5 separate regions of the Mus musculus genome follow, and regions 2, 3, 4 and 5 are each linked to region 1. The links are chromatin contacts, called in public Hi-C and HiCAR-type maps. All regions are on one chromosome and are shown on one strand. Each heading gives the region's core, a stretch centred on a gene start, on an enhancer-like site or on the middle of the called end of the contact. The rest is flanking DNA. Distances are from core to core; before and after follow the strand shown. Region 1 holds the start of Nus1 (NUS1 dehydrodolichyl diphosphate synthase subunit). Region 2 holds the start of Ascc3 (activating signal cointegrator 1 complex subunit 3). Region 3 holds the start of Mcm9 (minichromosome maintenance 9 homologous recombination repair factor). Region 4 holds the start of Asf1a (anti-silencing function 1A histone chaperone). Region 5 overlaps Gm40650 (predicted gene, 40650).

Region 1 (2,751 bases), core at 175-2,674:
AGTAGAAACACTCCCCAAATGTCATCCATCACCTCTGTGAGTGTGTCCCTTTCTCCCCTCCAGCCTGAGACGAAGGCAAAATTCCAAGAAATATATTTGCCATTATAACTAACGCTTTAGGCTTGTCATGCAGTAAGTGTTGAGTTCTGTCCTTAACAAACCCGTGGTGAAATCCACTGCCTTGATTACTTGAAGGAACACAAGTGTATCTAGTACTGTACTGGCCTCTAAGGTGAAATGGCAACACGTGATTTCAGGCCTTTTTCCAGGCCTATCAAAACTCTCACACACTTTTCAGAAACCCCATTCAAATGCCACCTAACTCCAAGAGAGCTCATTTGGAAATCCTACAATGCAGCTCACGTATAAAGCCGCCACTGCTTGGTCGCCCTTAAGATGAGTTCATTGAACCCCCTTGAAGAGACACTTTGAAGAGCGCACAGACTGGTTAACTCCCCGTTACTTTTATGACCTTGGGCAAATCAGTTAATGTTCTGAACGTCAGCTCCCTCTTTCGTGAAACAAAGCCAGAGAAAACCACCTCCCTTAACGGACTACATTAAATATCTTTTACATGTTACAAACACTAACCAAATCTAAAGACTTTGTCAACGTCAACGTTCAATAAGACTGATCTCCCTTCCTCGAAAGCACCAGCACAGTGTAAGGGCCAAGGGCTACCGAAACTCGCAGGGCCTGGAGAGGGCGGCGGCCTCGCAGGACGACCGGGAACAAACTAGCTAGAAACGTAGTCCTCAGACTCGGAAGTGCCTCGGTCACCCCACCTCCCACCCGGCCTCACCTTGGTGGTCGTAGACGCTAATGTAGGAGATCCCCACGGCCATACACCACACCACGAGGCTGGCGATGTCTGAGAAGCTGGGCTCCTGCACTTCCTCCGTGACCAACAGGCCCATGTGCACCGGCAGCTTCTGCAGGGACCGGACGTCCGCGCGCCAGCGCAGCCGAGGATGGGTGGCGGCCGGTCCCGGTCCCGGTCCCGGTCCCCCGTGCGGGTGCCGGTGATGACGCCGGTTCCTGCCGACGGCCCGGGGCTTGCGGAGCGTGAAGCCGAGCGGCGCTAGGACCGCGGCGGAGGCGGCGCGACAGCAGCGCCGCCAGATCCAGTTCCAGGTGCCGAAGCGAACGCGGAGCCAGGAGGTGAGCGTGAGGTGCAGGCAGAGCAGCGCGTGCAGCACCCGCCACACCAGCTCGTACAGCCCCGTCATACTCCTGTGGCGCTCGGGCACCGTCACCTCCCTCCGGCCCACACCCGCGGCGCGACAGGGTCTTATCCGCCCCAGCGGCCGGCGCGGGCCATCGCTCCGCGTCCCCCCACCCCCCGCGCCCGAGCCCCTCGCCACTGCCAACACCTCACCTAGCCCCCGCCGCCATCTTCCTCCGCCCTCCGCAGCCCCGCCCCCGTTAGTACATGGAGAGTTCTGATTGGCTGCCGGGGAACTCCGACGCGACCGGGAGTCGTGGCTGGAGCCGCCACCGCACTGCTAAAGAGAGCGTGCGCTTGAGAATGAGGCTGGCTCCGGGCCGCTGGCGCCCCCTGGGGATGAGGAGGGCGACGCGCCAACGCCTCTAGCCTTTCTCCTATGGAATGATTGGGCTGTTCCTCAGACTGAGGGGAGGATCTGCAGCTTGAGATTTGTTGCCTATCTCCCCCTCACGGCCATGACAGAAACGATTCCCAAGGAGTTAAAAGCAATCTAAATGAACTGGAAGTTACACAGAGAGAATCCACCACCGCATCAGCAAGTGTAGATGCTGGAAATCGACCACGGTCCCCAAACAGAAGTGTTCTTGTCCCCAAAGGCTCAAGTGTTCTTGGAGAGGTCTCATCACAGTTCTTTGTCCAATCTTCCGACGAGAATAGAACGTCCCAGAATGGGAATGAAGTCCTACAGCATAGGACCTGGAAACAGACTGTTAGGGTCTGACACTGTTAGGGTCCCTAACAAATCAAGCTCTGCCACCTGTCCTTCATAGACCAATGACACAATAGAAGGTAAATACAGAAAAGCGAAACTGATTCAATGTGGCCACTCTGAGAAGAGAATCAGTGCCCAGATACAGTTGGATCTGTGTAATACAGACATATTTTTTACTGTATAGCCCCTTTTCCCATTAGGAAATGTCTACAGGCCTTAATGTTTTGGCCATTGTCACCTGTTTTAATTGGTCTCATTTCTGTAAGAATTGCTTTGCTTTAGTTTAAAACGTGAGTCTCATGTCCATCTGCAAGTTTTGTTGCCTTTGGCAGGAAATGCCTGTGGAGGAATTTTAATTGGGCAACATGGCTCCTCTCAATAACCGTAGCCAAAGATATGATCTGGCCATGATCCACACTGGATTACAGTATGATCTGGCTGGAATACACACACTCCCTTAGCACATACCTGTAATCCCTGACAATGAAGATAAGGCTAGTTTGTTGAAGGAAGCATCCATGTTTGAAATTGATGTTTAATTGAAGGGCAAAGTTATGAATCAGGAAAAAAATTGAGTGAGAGATAGGATACGTCCAACTCACAGAAAAACAGACAGGAAACAGATGCTAGTTATGGGAGGGAGGAGAGAGAGAGAGAGAGAGAGAGAGAGAGAGAGAGAGAGAGAGGTGGAGTGGGGAGGTGGGTAGTATATGTGTATGGCAGTTTTACAAAAACAGTTTTACTGAGATAGGTTACAGAGGGAACAAACTAGATACAAGTGAAGACAGAATGAGTCAGAGAATGAGAGTCA
Region 2 (2,751 bases), core at 145-2,644, 1.8 Mb after region 1:
CCCACAGTGCTAGGGAATGAATGAAGAGTGAACAAATGAATGAATTAATGAATGAACCAAGTTTTTTAGAAAAAATTATTCAACAAGGATCAAGAAAACTAAGTCTTGCAAAATTAATTCACTCATGTAAATAACACTAAGCTACACTTAACTGACATCTCTATGAATATTTTAATGCAACACAGTATTATCTTTGTGGATGGCTTACTTATGCAGTGGGTTTCATAGAATAAAGTAATCCTTTTTTTTTTTTAGGTTTTTTTTTTTTTTTTTTTTTGAGGCAGTGTAGCCCTGGCTGTCCTAGACCAGGCTGGCCTCGAACTCAGAAATCCGCCTGCCTCTGCCTCCCAAGTGCTGGGATTAAAGGCGTGCGCCATCACGCCCGGCGCAACACCAGTATTATAATCGTCATGACGTGAAAAACTAAATACAAAACATGAGCTAGAGCACGTCCAGCCTAGACTCAGAAGCGGAATTTGAGAACAATCAAACTCAGAAAACAAACGTTTCAGCTTATGAATCTGAAAAGGGGGTAGATATAGTTGACTGTTCTAATTTTTATCCAGGAACAACAACAACAACAACAACAACAACAACAACAAAAACCACACCACAGGTAGCAATTAGACTGCACTTGTGATGCATATCAAACTCAGTAGACTGAACTTCTTTCTTTTAAAGGTAAAGGAAATTACAGCATCCTACCAAGAACCACTTCATCTACCCCCTTAGCATAGACACTTCTTTATTTAAAAAAAAAAAAAAATACATTCTAGAGTCCTCCGATTGTTAAATTCACCCACTGCCCTGAACTCCAGGACCCAAAGCACTCGCTCCTCTGTGTTGTGGGGGAAACCCAACCCAACAGATGTAGGCGAAGAACGACGTTGCTAGGAATGTGTAATATAAATAAGGGGAGAGGGAGGAGAAAAACAGGTTAAGCCTAGAACAGAAAATTTTTCATCTTGTGGCCATTCTGTCCTTACACGTGGGCAATCGCGCTGGAGTTTTCACCCCAACCCCCACCTACAAACTTAGGTGAGCCGGGACGCCCAGCCGAGGGATGACAGCTCGGTCCACCCGCGCTCTTCCGGACTCTGAGACCAGCCCCGCCCCGCCGCACACTCGGGCTCCGCCACCCGCGCCCTCCCTCTCCCTAGCTCACCTCAGCCCCGCCGCCACGCGCGCCTCCGGCCTCCTGGAGGTTTGCTTCCTCTTCTCACTCCGGCGGAGCGGAGCGGAGGGCTGCGCCCCGACCTCCTCCGCAGCACACGCGGGCCGGCGGGGGTCGCTCGCTGTCACGCCTTAGCGCGCGAGGGCTGCCCAGCTGGCACTGACCCACAAACCCACACACCCGCGCCGAGCGACGGAGGGGCGGGGCGGGCGCCGGCCATACGTCACCGACCGCGACGCCAACGTCGCCACGTCAGCACCCGGCCGCCCTCGGCCCCGCCCATGCGGGGGTTGGCGTCGGGTGGCGTACACGCTAGCAAGTTTCAGCTCAGTTTTAGTGGTCCGACTCTTGGTTCCCTCCGGCCGACTCCCTAATCCCCGCTTGGTTCTGATAATGGCACCGAGTAATTAATTCCTATTGAAGGCAGAAACCAGTGAGTCACAGTCCCGTGGTTACTAGATGGTTCCGCCCACCTGCTCTAGGCTCAAGTTTCGATTTCCCTGAGTTTCATTATTCTCCACTTTGTACTTCTGAAGTTGTTTCTGACCTTCGAAACAAAACATCTGACGATAGCCTGGTGCGACTGGCAAATTTAGAAAAGCTAGCCTAAAAAAACTGCATTGTTGTTAAGTTTGAACTGATGAGCGAGGATACAGATGTGGTATGCATTGTCATCCTACCCTTTCAGCCCATTCTTCCCGAGACAGTTGTCCTAAAACTCACCAGAACCCTGTTTTATAGAAGCAGCATTGGTTGAATAATAAACATAACTTGCCAAACCCACTGGAAGTTCTGTATACCAGACTGAGGTAAGAAGACCTCAATAGCGATAGAAGCATTTCAGAAATTAAAATGAGATAACGCAGATGAAAAGAATCATGAAGTATTAATGAAACTTGGTAAGATTCACTAAGAGGAAAAGTTACTGGACTGTCAGCAATATGAAAGACCCATCTGGTGATAAAGGTTTGTCTGGTATGACCTGAACTTTATGAGGAAAACAAACAAAAACCCTTCACATTCTGAGAGTCCCTTCTAATACAATCCAAGGAACTAAATGCACTGTAGAAGCAATATATGACCATCACAGTCTCTACATTTCTCTAAGTTCCCAGTCTCTACATTTTCTAAGTAGATGCTGAATGCTTACATAATAGGGATTTGGGGGGAGGGAGACGCATTTTAGGAGAATTACTGGCTGGTTTTGCTAAAAGTTAGTCCAGTCGCATGTAGCCTTTCAAGCGTTTACAGTCTAACTCATTTTATCACCAAACTACAACTGGTGATCCCAAAGACTCTTGGTCTCACTAGAGAAAGAATTCTAGGAGAGATACAGAAGAGACTTAAGCAAAAGCAAATTCATTATAGTAAAAAAGCAGAGGCAGATATTCCCAAGTGGGAAGGCCACCTGAGAATCCAAGCAGAGGTGATGTGAGTGGCATAGAAATATTTTGCTAATCTGAGATACATAATTGTGGAATTTTCAGAAACAGAGAGAGCATTTCCATGAAGCAGGCAGGGAAGGAAGAGGGGTTTGATCAAACATAGAATTATAGTACCAAGATTGCAATTTTGGA
Region 3 (2,751 bases), core at 119-2,618, 1.2 Mb before region 1:
TCCAGTTTCTCCCCTTCCGTGGTCCAATGTACTAATAGTGCTCCAATGTGTGAAGTTTTTATAGGGACATAAAATCATTAAGATTGAACCAATGTATCATACAGGTGTACTGCTTAATTTCAAATGTCAACTTGCCTTAACCAAGAATTACCTCAGAAAAGAGATTTTTTTTTTTTTTGCTTGTTTGTTTTGTTTTGTTGAAATGTATCTGGCTGTCCTGGAACTCACTTTGTAGATCAGGCTGGCCTTAAACTCACTGAGATCAACCTGCCAGAATTAAAGGCCTTTGCCACCATGCCTAGCTGAGAAGGGAGTCTGAATTAAGGAACTGCCTGTATCAGATTGACCAGTAGGAATGTCTTTGAGACATTGTATCCTTAACTGATGTAAAAAGAGGGCCTGGCCCTAGGAAGTAACACCCTTAGGCTCTAATGTAGAAAGTCTTCAGGAACAATTTGAAGTTCAGAAAAACACTTATTAGTTGAGCTAGGGACATTTTGAGATCAGGGAACATGAACGGTGGCAGCACGTGCTGACATGACTCTCTTGCTGAAGCTGAGTTGGGGTCAAGATAATGAATTTCTTTTTTGTTTTTGTTTTTTCGAGACAGGGTTTCTCTGTGTAGCCCTGGCTGTCCTGGAACTCACTCTGTAGACCAGGCTGGCCTCGAACTCAGAAATCTGCCTGCCTCTGCCTCCCAAGTGCTGGGATTAAAGGCGTGCACCACCACGCCCGGCCAGATAATGAATTTTTTATATCCAATTTTGCCCTCAGCTGCCTGATTTGATTTAATAAAAATTGCTGATAGGTAGATGTGCAGTCAGAGGATTTAAAGTAGAAGTGACTTCACAAAACCGTAACACCACTTATAAAATTTAGCTCGAAATGGATCAGAGAACTACACGAAATGGAAAATATTGTGACGTGGAAGTAGGCAGATTCCTTAAATACATCGCCAACCCAAAAAAAAAAAAAAAACAAAAACAAAAAAAAAACAACAAAATCACTTGTGTTCTAAGATATCTGAAGGTGCAAACCAAAGTCGAGTCCCAGATCGCCCACATCCCGCCCTAATACGTCACCAGGGTTCCCCTTCTCTCCGCCCTAGTCTCCACCCCGCGTTCGCCCATCACCAATCCGCGGAATTCCTGCCAGCCTGAATTATCCACTTCACCCTAAACCCGCCCTCGAAGCCGGTGTCCCGCTCAAACCCCGCCCCATGCCTCCGAGACCCGCCCCTCAGACGTCTTGTCCGGCCCAAACCCCGCCTCCAGCTCCCCGAGTCCCGCCTCTCTCCCTGCTCCCGCCTCCCGCTCGCAGACTCCAGCGTCCGTCCTGGCGCGCGCCCGCCTGCGTCCGCACCCGGAAGAAGCCCCAGCGGCCGGAAAGTTGAGGCAGTGCGCGGCTCGGGGTCCGCGGGAAGCTCAAGTCCTTCAGAGGCCGAGCGAGAGCAGCGCGAAGAAGCCTGCGCGCCCCCGCGCAAGGCGGCCCCCTCGAGCGGCCGCGCGCACGCCCCGCCCCCTCCAACGCCGCGCGGGTCGGGCTGGGGCGACCACGGCCGCAGCGCGGTCCCGGCGACCAAGACAGTGCGTGTTGAGCCCGTAAGTGACCACCGCAGCGTGAGGTCCCGGGGGATCGTTTCCCTCCCGTGGTTAGCGTCAGGTCTCGTCCGCATCCTTTAATTTCTAAACTCCCCGCAGGGCTGGGAGGCCACAGCCAACCACCTGTGGATTAGAAGCGAATTTCCAAATGCTTTCCAAAGCATCCCTCCGCTAGGCTCTCGCTCGCCAGGCGGCCTGGAGGCGCGCAATGAGCGCGCACCCGCGAATGGCGCGCAACGCGGGATTGAGACGCGCGGGGCGTGGCCACAGCTCCCGAGGGGCGGGGCTACGCGAGCCTAGGTGAGGGACAAGGCTCTATCCCCAAACTGCTCTTTTTGGCGCCACCTTGCAGTGGATAGTATGAAATAAAGCAAAGCCATTTTATTTGTTTGGATGCCAGAGGCAAGAGGAGAGAGAATTTGATAGTTGTACAACCATCGTCCCCCCTCCCCTAGACAGTAAATGGCTTAAGTTTGTAACGGGATGCCTGAGTTTATAGGTTGATAAACTTGTCTAATTGCACGGATGTTGGAAAAAAAAAAAAAGAAGAAGAAAGCTGTGTTTAAAAAATATCGGTCTGTTTAACACTGTAATTTACCGGTTTAACTAGGCAAACATTTAACCTGCCCCTGTTAGGAACTTAAAATTCTTTGCCCGCCCTCTTTCTGCGCTGTTGGAGTTGGGTATGTTGTTAATTGTTGTTTCGGATTTCTGCTCTACATTCACTTTGTATTTGTAAAATCGTAAAGATATTCCTTTGGTCACTCTTGAGGGTAGTGCTGTGATTTTTTTTTCCCAGCTAAGATCCACATCATGAAATACTATGATCCCTTTCCCAAATAATCTCTTTTTTTACTCTTGGCTGATTGATTATGCTATTACCTAACCAAAACCAAGTCGCTTAGTATTTTAGTGTTGGCTTACTTTGACTGATTCTCTGAAAAATACTCTCTTAATCTCATACCAGCCTCCTGTACTTGTCAGTGTTCTTGGCTTAAGTGTGATGCAACTTTATACTTTATACCTCCCAGCTGAGCAGGTGTTCAGAGAGGGCAGAATCAGTAGCCAGTGTGATCCACCTCAGGGATGCCAAACTGAACTTTAACTGAACTATATCTAGTCTTCTTTAGTCATAGTATTTATAGAGGAT
Region 4 (2,751 bases), core at 110-2,609, 1.2 Mb before region 1:
ATTAAAAGAGAAATTCTTTTCGTCATGATTAGGATAATACAAGGCATTTTGTCGAAATACTTTCAAGTCCCAAGATGTCCTCCTAGTTAACTAAAATTTAACACCAATGAAGTTAAACTTTTTGTTTCAAATGTTGAAAATGAAGCATTGATTTTAATAAAATCTAAGAAAAGCGTTAAGAAGCCATATTTTAGCTTTCTAAGTTCTGTATTACCTCACTATTTCGCATTTTTTAAACCGTAAAATGTACTTCAGAAAGGATTTTGCCTTCTATCTCCCAGCTAACGTTTGCATTTTCTCCATCTGCTTGGACGTGGAGTTATTTTAATTGCTTCTTCTTCACACGTTCTGGAGAAAGTCTTTCAGACTTTCTAAACGCCAGAGAAGTGCCTGGAATTGGTTAAGCACCCTGCTTCTGCTCTAGGGTGCCATGGAACTTCCCAGCCCCTCACCATTTCTCTCCGAGAGGTCTCTGTCCCCGGGGAGAGGCGGCGCACAGCATCCCGGGCGCCCGCGGAGAGCACGGCCGCCCCCCGGGAGCCAGGCGCCGAGGGGCCGAGCCCAGCGCCCGCCTTCCGCGCTGGTTGGTGGAGGGAGCCGGAGAGCGGCGCGAGGACAGCCTCGGCGGGGCTCGGGCGGGAAGGCGCGGGCCCGCTCGCCCCCGGCGGTCCGGAGCAGGCGTCGTGCCGCCGGGTAAGATGGCTCCGCTTCCCACCGGCCCAGCTTGCTCCCCACCGGGCCGTGGGGCCCTGGGGCCGCCGAGGCCGCACGACCCCCCGCCAGCGCCGCGCGAGCCGGGGGCCGCCGAGCGCCGCCCGCCGCAGACAAAGCTGACAACATGGCTCCCTCCGCCCGGCAAGTTGCTCGCAAGTTGCGGCGCGGCCGGCGTCCCTCAACTTCAAGTTTCCCTCGCATGGCCGCCCTCCCGCCGGCCGCCGGCCGCGGCCCACCCCGCGCGAGGCCGGGCCGGGAAACTTTAACGTCCGCCGCCGCAACTGACAGCCCGGCGCCACTCGCTCACCTTCAGACAGGTCCTCGATGCACTCGAAGGTGATCTCGAACTGGAACGGGTTGTAGAAAGGCGACGGGTTATCCAGCACCACTACATTGTTCACCTGAACCTTTGCCATATTTTGAAGAAAACACAAACAATGGGGCCGGGGCTGGCGGCACCACCGAGTCCCGCGCGCGGCCGCTCCGAGAGCGCAGACCCCCGCCCCGGCGCGGCGCGGCCCGACGTCGTGCAGCTGCGACTTGAGAAACTTTTTTTTCCTTTTTATTTACACGGCGGCACTCCACGGTGTTTTGCAGCTTTCCTATTTCACTAAACTACAGCCCATTCTGCCCTGATAACTAGCAGCGTTGCCCGCGATTGGCTGCCCCCGAGCTCTGACCCTCCTCCTCCAGCGAGGGCCGCGGCGGCGAGCAAGATGGGCTCCCGCTCGCAGAACGGACGGGAAACTTTCACTGCGGCTCCACCTGCTGGTGCGGACCAGGACAAAGGCGCAGAACAAAGTGAGTGGAATAGGGGCTGGGAGGCCCGCGCGGAGGCCGCCGGCGGCGGGGGAGGGGCGACGCAGGCCCCGCCCCCGCCCGGCGGGGCCGCGCCACACGTCGGGCGTGGCCGCGGCGGGACGGAGGGGGCGGGACCCGTGGGGTGGGCGGGGCCGGCGGTGGAAGCAGGAGGGCGCGAGGCGGCCCCGTGTGTGTGCGCAGCATGGGCCTTGGGGTTTTTCGGGTTTTCTTCCAGCCTTTAACGCTTCCCCCACCAGTGCCGGCGGCTTTGCTGGCTCTGCTGGATTTAGCAGATAAGGTGTGCTTTGCAGCCCTTGTCAGGCCCAACTAGCTGTCTGTGCTTCTCGCAATCGTAATGGTAGAGAATAGGGAGAAGGGCTGGTTGCAGTGGGAATAAATTGCATTTTTATAGCCCATGTCAGCTCGAAAGGAGCAAGCCATTTTGGAATTCAAGTTCTTGGCCACGACAGTGCGGTGAAATAGATACAAAATGAGGGCGGGGTGATTTTACACACACACACGCAGGCTAGAAAAAAAATATGCGATCTTCAGCTGCATGTTGGATTTCTTCCCATTTAATAACTGAAAAGATGTAAAACAAAACAAAAAAAAAGAAATAAAAGGGGGAAAACGTGATCAGTTACAGCGAGGCTTCTGTTGTTGGGGGGGCACAGAGAAAGAAGTCAAAAGTCGAGAAAATGGAAGTGTCTGAAGGCCAAAGGACAACAAATGTATTTTTGGTGGAATATGAGAAAGGAGAAAGCACAGATAACATGCCATTTGCTCTTCAAGGCATTTATAACAAACATTCATAAGTGAAAAAGTGCAGCACACCAATTCTGAGGAGACCTTCCATGCCTGTGACGCCTGTGAGACCATTTCAAGGCTGACTGGAGGAAAAGTTGCTTGTTTATGGTACTTAGCCACTGTGGGTAGACTAGGAAACAGGAAACGGAAACCTAACACCTTTGTGAATGTGAACTGATTCTTTTTACTGTGGAGGTGTTACTCATAAACCATTGGGTTCTTTTCTTTTTCCTTATAAATGAAACTACTAAACTATTCAATAAAATCCGGAGTGAAAATTATGTCTTAGTATTAATCTGCAAGTGAAGTTTCTGCTAGTGTGCAGAATTTAATTAATCTTCCTTGGACAGGTTGAGACTCAACTGGATTGCTGTGGATGATCTGTCCTTGTCCGAAGACCTTTAGTTATCATGAAGCAGGGCCTTCCAT
Region 5 (2,751 bases), core at 142-2,641, 1.1 Mb before region 1:
TGGCCCCACACCTCTGGGTACATCTCTGCGGGATTATCCTGATTAGCATAATTGAGGTAGAAAGACCCACCAAAATGTGGGCAGCGTCATTCTAATAGTCTGGAGTCCTGGGTTGAACAAAAGGAGAAAGGCAGCTGTGGACAAGCATTCTGCTCTCTTGGCTGCTTACTGTGGACACAAGGAGAACAGCTACCTGCTGCTCATGCCACAGCACACTCCCTGCCATAGCTCATGGTGACATTCACAAGGGTAAGGACAATAGACCTTTCCCTCCTTTAGTTGTTTTTGTTGGGAGAACAAGTTGCTTACTGGCAGCAATGAGACCAGGTGTCTAACGCAAGTTACACCGTGAGAGGCAGGGTGTGTTTCTACGGGAGAAGCTGCATCTTTAAAACATCTTGAGACATCTTAGGAGTTACAAAAAAAAAAAAAAAAATAGTGTCTCTTAGGTGACATTCAAAAGACAATACGATGTCTGGTGTATAATCTCCTGTCCCTTTCTTGTCAGATTCCCACTGATACTTACATAGCTCCCTCAGGCTCCCCTCCCTGTTTCCCTCTGACACAATCTTACTTGTGTGCCTCACATTGATTAGCCTGATGACAGATAGCTGTGAGCATTGCTCAGGAGAGTGAGGAGGCAGTCAGAGGAAAGCTGGTAGCCACAGTATATCAATAATTATTCATGCTTTGACATGTAGCCATGTCTGGCTTTTTTTTTTTTTTTTTTTTTTTAAGATTTATTATTTATTATATGTAAGTACACTGTAGCTGTCTTCAGACACTCCAGAAGAGGGAGTCAGATCTCATAACAGATGGTTGTGAGCCACCATGTGGTTGCTGGGATTTGAACTCCGGACCTTCGGAAGAGCAGTCGGGTGCTCTTACCTGCTGAGCCATCTCACCAGCCCCATGTCTGGCTTTTTATATGGGAATCTGAACTTGGTTCTCAGGGCTGTGCCCCAAATGCTCTGTTACCCACTGGGCCATCTCCCAACCTCTATGTATATTAAAATACTTATGGGATGCCTCCTGTATGCTAGCAGTTCAGAACGAACAGAGGCGGGTTAATTACATTAGCCGAATAAATAAAAACATAGAATAACAAGTTGTAGTGGTTTAGAAGAGAATGACTGTCACAAGCTCATATAGTTTAATGTTTGGTTCCCAATAGATGGACTCTTTAGAAAGGATTAGAGGTATGTGTGTGGCCTTGGTGGAGGAAGTGTGTCACTGCAGGTAGGCTATGAGGTTTCAAAAGCCCACTTCTGGCCCAGCCTAGTTCTCTTTCTGCTTCCTATCTGTGGACCAGGAGGTAAGTTCTTAGCTACTGCTCCAGCACCATCCCAGCCGTCATGCTCCCGCACCATGATGACCATGGACTAGCCCTACGGAACCGTAAGCAGGCCCCTGATTAAATGCTTTCTTTCATGAGCTGCCTTGGTCATGGTGTGCCTTCACAGAAAGAGAAGTAGATAAGACGTAAGGGTAACATGAAAGTGATTTTCTTCTTTGCATTTTCCCCATTCCAGAAGTCAGTGGTTTGAATAAGGAAGAGGCTATTTCTTGCTTACATAACCCATCAGGTGGAAGCAATCAAGTCAGGGATGAGAACGGCTCATGTGAGAGGTGGGGGTCCAAGCGTCTTCAGTCTGGTTGTCTCTCTAGACCAGTGTACTGGCAATGCAACATCAGATCTCTGTGGTCACGTTCCAGGCTGTGGGGAAGAGGACATTTCTTCACCAGTGGGATAACCTGAAACTTTACTATTTTTCCTCCCTGAAATGATTCATGTTTTCACTTCTATGGGTAAGGCATTCTGGGAATACAATCTTGTGCTGTAAATGTGCCAACAGAGGTTGCCTTATGTGTTAACTAATGAAGAGGGGAAGATAAGTTTCAGTACATATTTTTTAGTCTTCTTTACAATCGACAACTAATTCACTGTTTGCTAAGAGCACGTTGGAAAAAAATCCAAACTTGGTTCTCAGTCTCAATGGCTTTTTAGCCCTACAGTTTCCTTACACCTCCAGACTGTCACCATATCAGGCAGTCCCTATATAGGAAATCCAGAAACCATTCTGGCTGATAGCTCAAGGCTGAAGTAAAGAGCCTGATGATACCATCTGGTTGCAAGACAGCTTTTAAGGACTGTCCGTCAAGAAAAGAGTGGAGAAAACAGAATTGGGTAGAGACAGAAAATGGGCTGTCAGAAGTGGGGGTAACAGCCTCAGCTGTCCCCAAGGGAACTCTGCATTGGAAGTAACTCATCAGCCCAACTCCACGCTGGGCTGAAATCACAGGTGTCTTTCACACCCGCTGAGAAGAGAGAAATTCAGGGCCATGGCTCCACAACTGAGAGTTCCCTACAGCAGTGGTCCTCAGTCTTCTTCATGCCACCACCCCCTAATACCATTCCTCATGTTTTGGTGACCCCCCAGCCATAAGATCATTTCTGTTGTTACGTAAAGCTGTAATTTTATCACTGTTACGAATCATAATGTAAACATCTGTGTTTTCTGATAGTCTTAGGTGACCCCTGTGAAAGGGTCATTCTACCCCACCATAGGAGTCTCCACTCACAGGGTGAGAACCACTGCTCTACAGGAAAGCCTGACCAAATCTTTAAAGAGGAACATGGCACATCCTCCCTCCCCCTCCCCTCCCCTCCCCTCCCCCTCCCCCTTTCCCTCTCCCTCCCCCTCTCTCCCTCTCCCTCCCCCTCTCTCCCTCTCCCTTCCCCTCCCCCTT

The links. A called contact is a pair of places that touch in the nucleus more often than the background predicts. HiCAR-type assays count read pairs that join an accessible place to other places.
Region 2: a contact with region 1 is called in a Hi-C map of muscle stem cells, with 5 times the contacts expected there. The contact joins the promoter of Ascc3 here to the promoter of Nus1 in region 1. A contact is called at or near these places in 4 of 39 promoter capture datasets (the 3T3-L1 cell line, liver, neutrophils and 1 more), 6 of 484 Hi-C or Micro-C datasets (B cells, CD4 T cells, CD8 T cells and 2 more), 2 of 115 datasets of contacts at active chromatin or transcription factors (cardiomyocytes and thymic regulatory T cells) and 2 of 9 other capture datasets (adipose tissue and liver).
Region 3: a Hi-C map of memory CD8 T cells shows a contact between it and region 1, with 16 times the contacts expected there. The contact joins the promoter of Mcm9 here to the promoter of Nus1 in region 1. A contact is called at or near these places in 3 of 39 promoter capture datasets (the C10 cell line, liver and pre-B cells), 4 of 484 Hi-C or Micro-C datasets (CD4 T cells, memory CD8 T cells, regulatory T cells and 1 more), 8 of 115 datasets of contacts at active chromatin or transcription factors (astrocytes, cardiomyocytes, double positive thymocytes and 5 more) and 1 of 9 other capture datasets (adipose tissue).
Region 4: a HiCAR-type map of astrocytes shows a contact between it and region 1, with 5 times the contacts expected there. The contact joins the promoter of Asf1a here to the promoter of Nus1 in region 1. A contact is called at or near these places in 6 of 39 promoter capture datasets (the C10 cell line, the HPC-7 cell line, cranial neural crest and 2 more), 9 of 484 Hi-C or Micro-C datasets (B cells, CD4 T cells, cortical neurons and 5 more), 8 of 115 datasets of contacts at active chromatin or transcription factors (the NIH/3T3 cell line, the SCID.adh cell line, astrocytes and 5 more) and 2 of 9 other capture datasets (adipose tissue and liver).
Region 5: a contact with region 1 is called in a Hi-C map of the N1E-115 cell line, with 5 times the contacts expected there. The contact joins the enhancer-like site here to the promoter of Nus1 in region 1. A contact is called at or near these places in 3 of 39 promoter capture datasets (hippocampal neurons and liver), 8 of 484 Hi-C or Micro-C datasets (the N1E-115 cell line, Th1 cells, adipose-derived mesenchymal stem cells and 4 more), 7 of 115 datasets of contacts at active chromatin or transcription factors (astrocytes, differentiating embryonic stem cells, embryonic forebrain and 4 more) and 1 of 9 other capture datasets (embryonic stem cells).

Annotation. Positions count from the first base shown.
Region 1 is chr10:52,416,220-52,418,970 of GRCm38.p6, reverse strand. Nus1 (NUS1 dehydrodolichyl diphosphate synthase subunit) reads right to left here and starts at 1,424. Exons shown (of 5, transcript NM_030250.2): 1 at 803-1,424. The coding sequence starts at 1,229.
Region 2 is chr10:50,591,312-50,594,062 of GRCm38.p6, reverse strand. It overlaps Ascc3 (activating signal cointegrator 1 complex subunit 3), which reads right to left and starts at 1,394. Exons shown (of 42, transcript NM_198007.2): 1 at 1,166-1,394.
Region 3 is chr10:53,628,574-53,631,324 of GRCm38.p6, reverse strand. Mcm9 (minichromosome maintenance 9 homologous recombination repair factor) reads left to right here and starts at 1,368. Exons shown (of 13, transcript NM_027830.3): 1 at 1,368-1,601.
Region 4 is chr10:53,595,569-53,598,319 of GRCm38.p6, reverse strand. It overlaps Asf1a (anti-silencing function 1A histone chaperone), which reads right to left and starts at 1,359. Exons shown (of 4, transcript NM_025541.3): 1 at 1,022-1,359. The coding sequence starts at 1,130. The region is part of intron 7 of Mcm9 (minichromosome maintenance 9 homologous recombination repair factor); the gene reads left to right.
Region 5 is chr10:53,512,906-53,515,656 of GRCm38.p6, reverse strand. Gm40650 (predicted gene, 40650) reads right to left here. Exons shown (of 4, transcript NR_169148.1): 4 at 1,113-1,717. All of the region lies in intron 2 of Gm20597 (predicted gene, 20597), which reads left to right. Among named protein-coding and RNA genes, the nearest start is that of Gm20597, 4.7 kb to the left of the region's middle. Within about 2 kb of position 1,391, at least 1 of the 459 cell types and tissues checked has an H3K27ac peak or open chromatin away from gene starts, as enhancers often do. A contact at or near this core is called in the N1E-115 cell line, where this site is marked.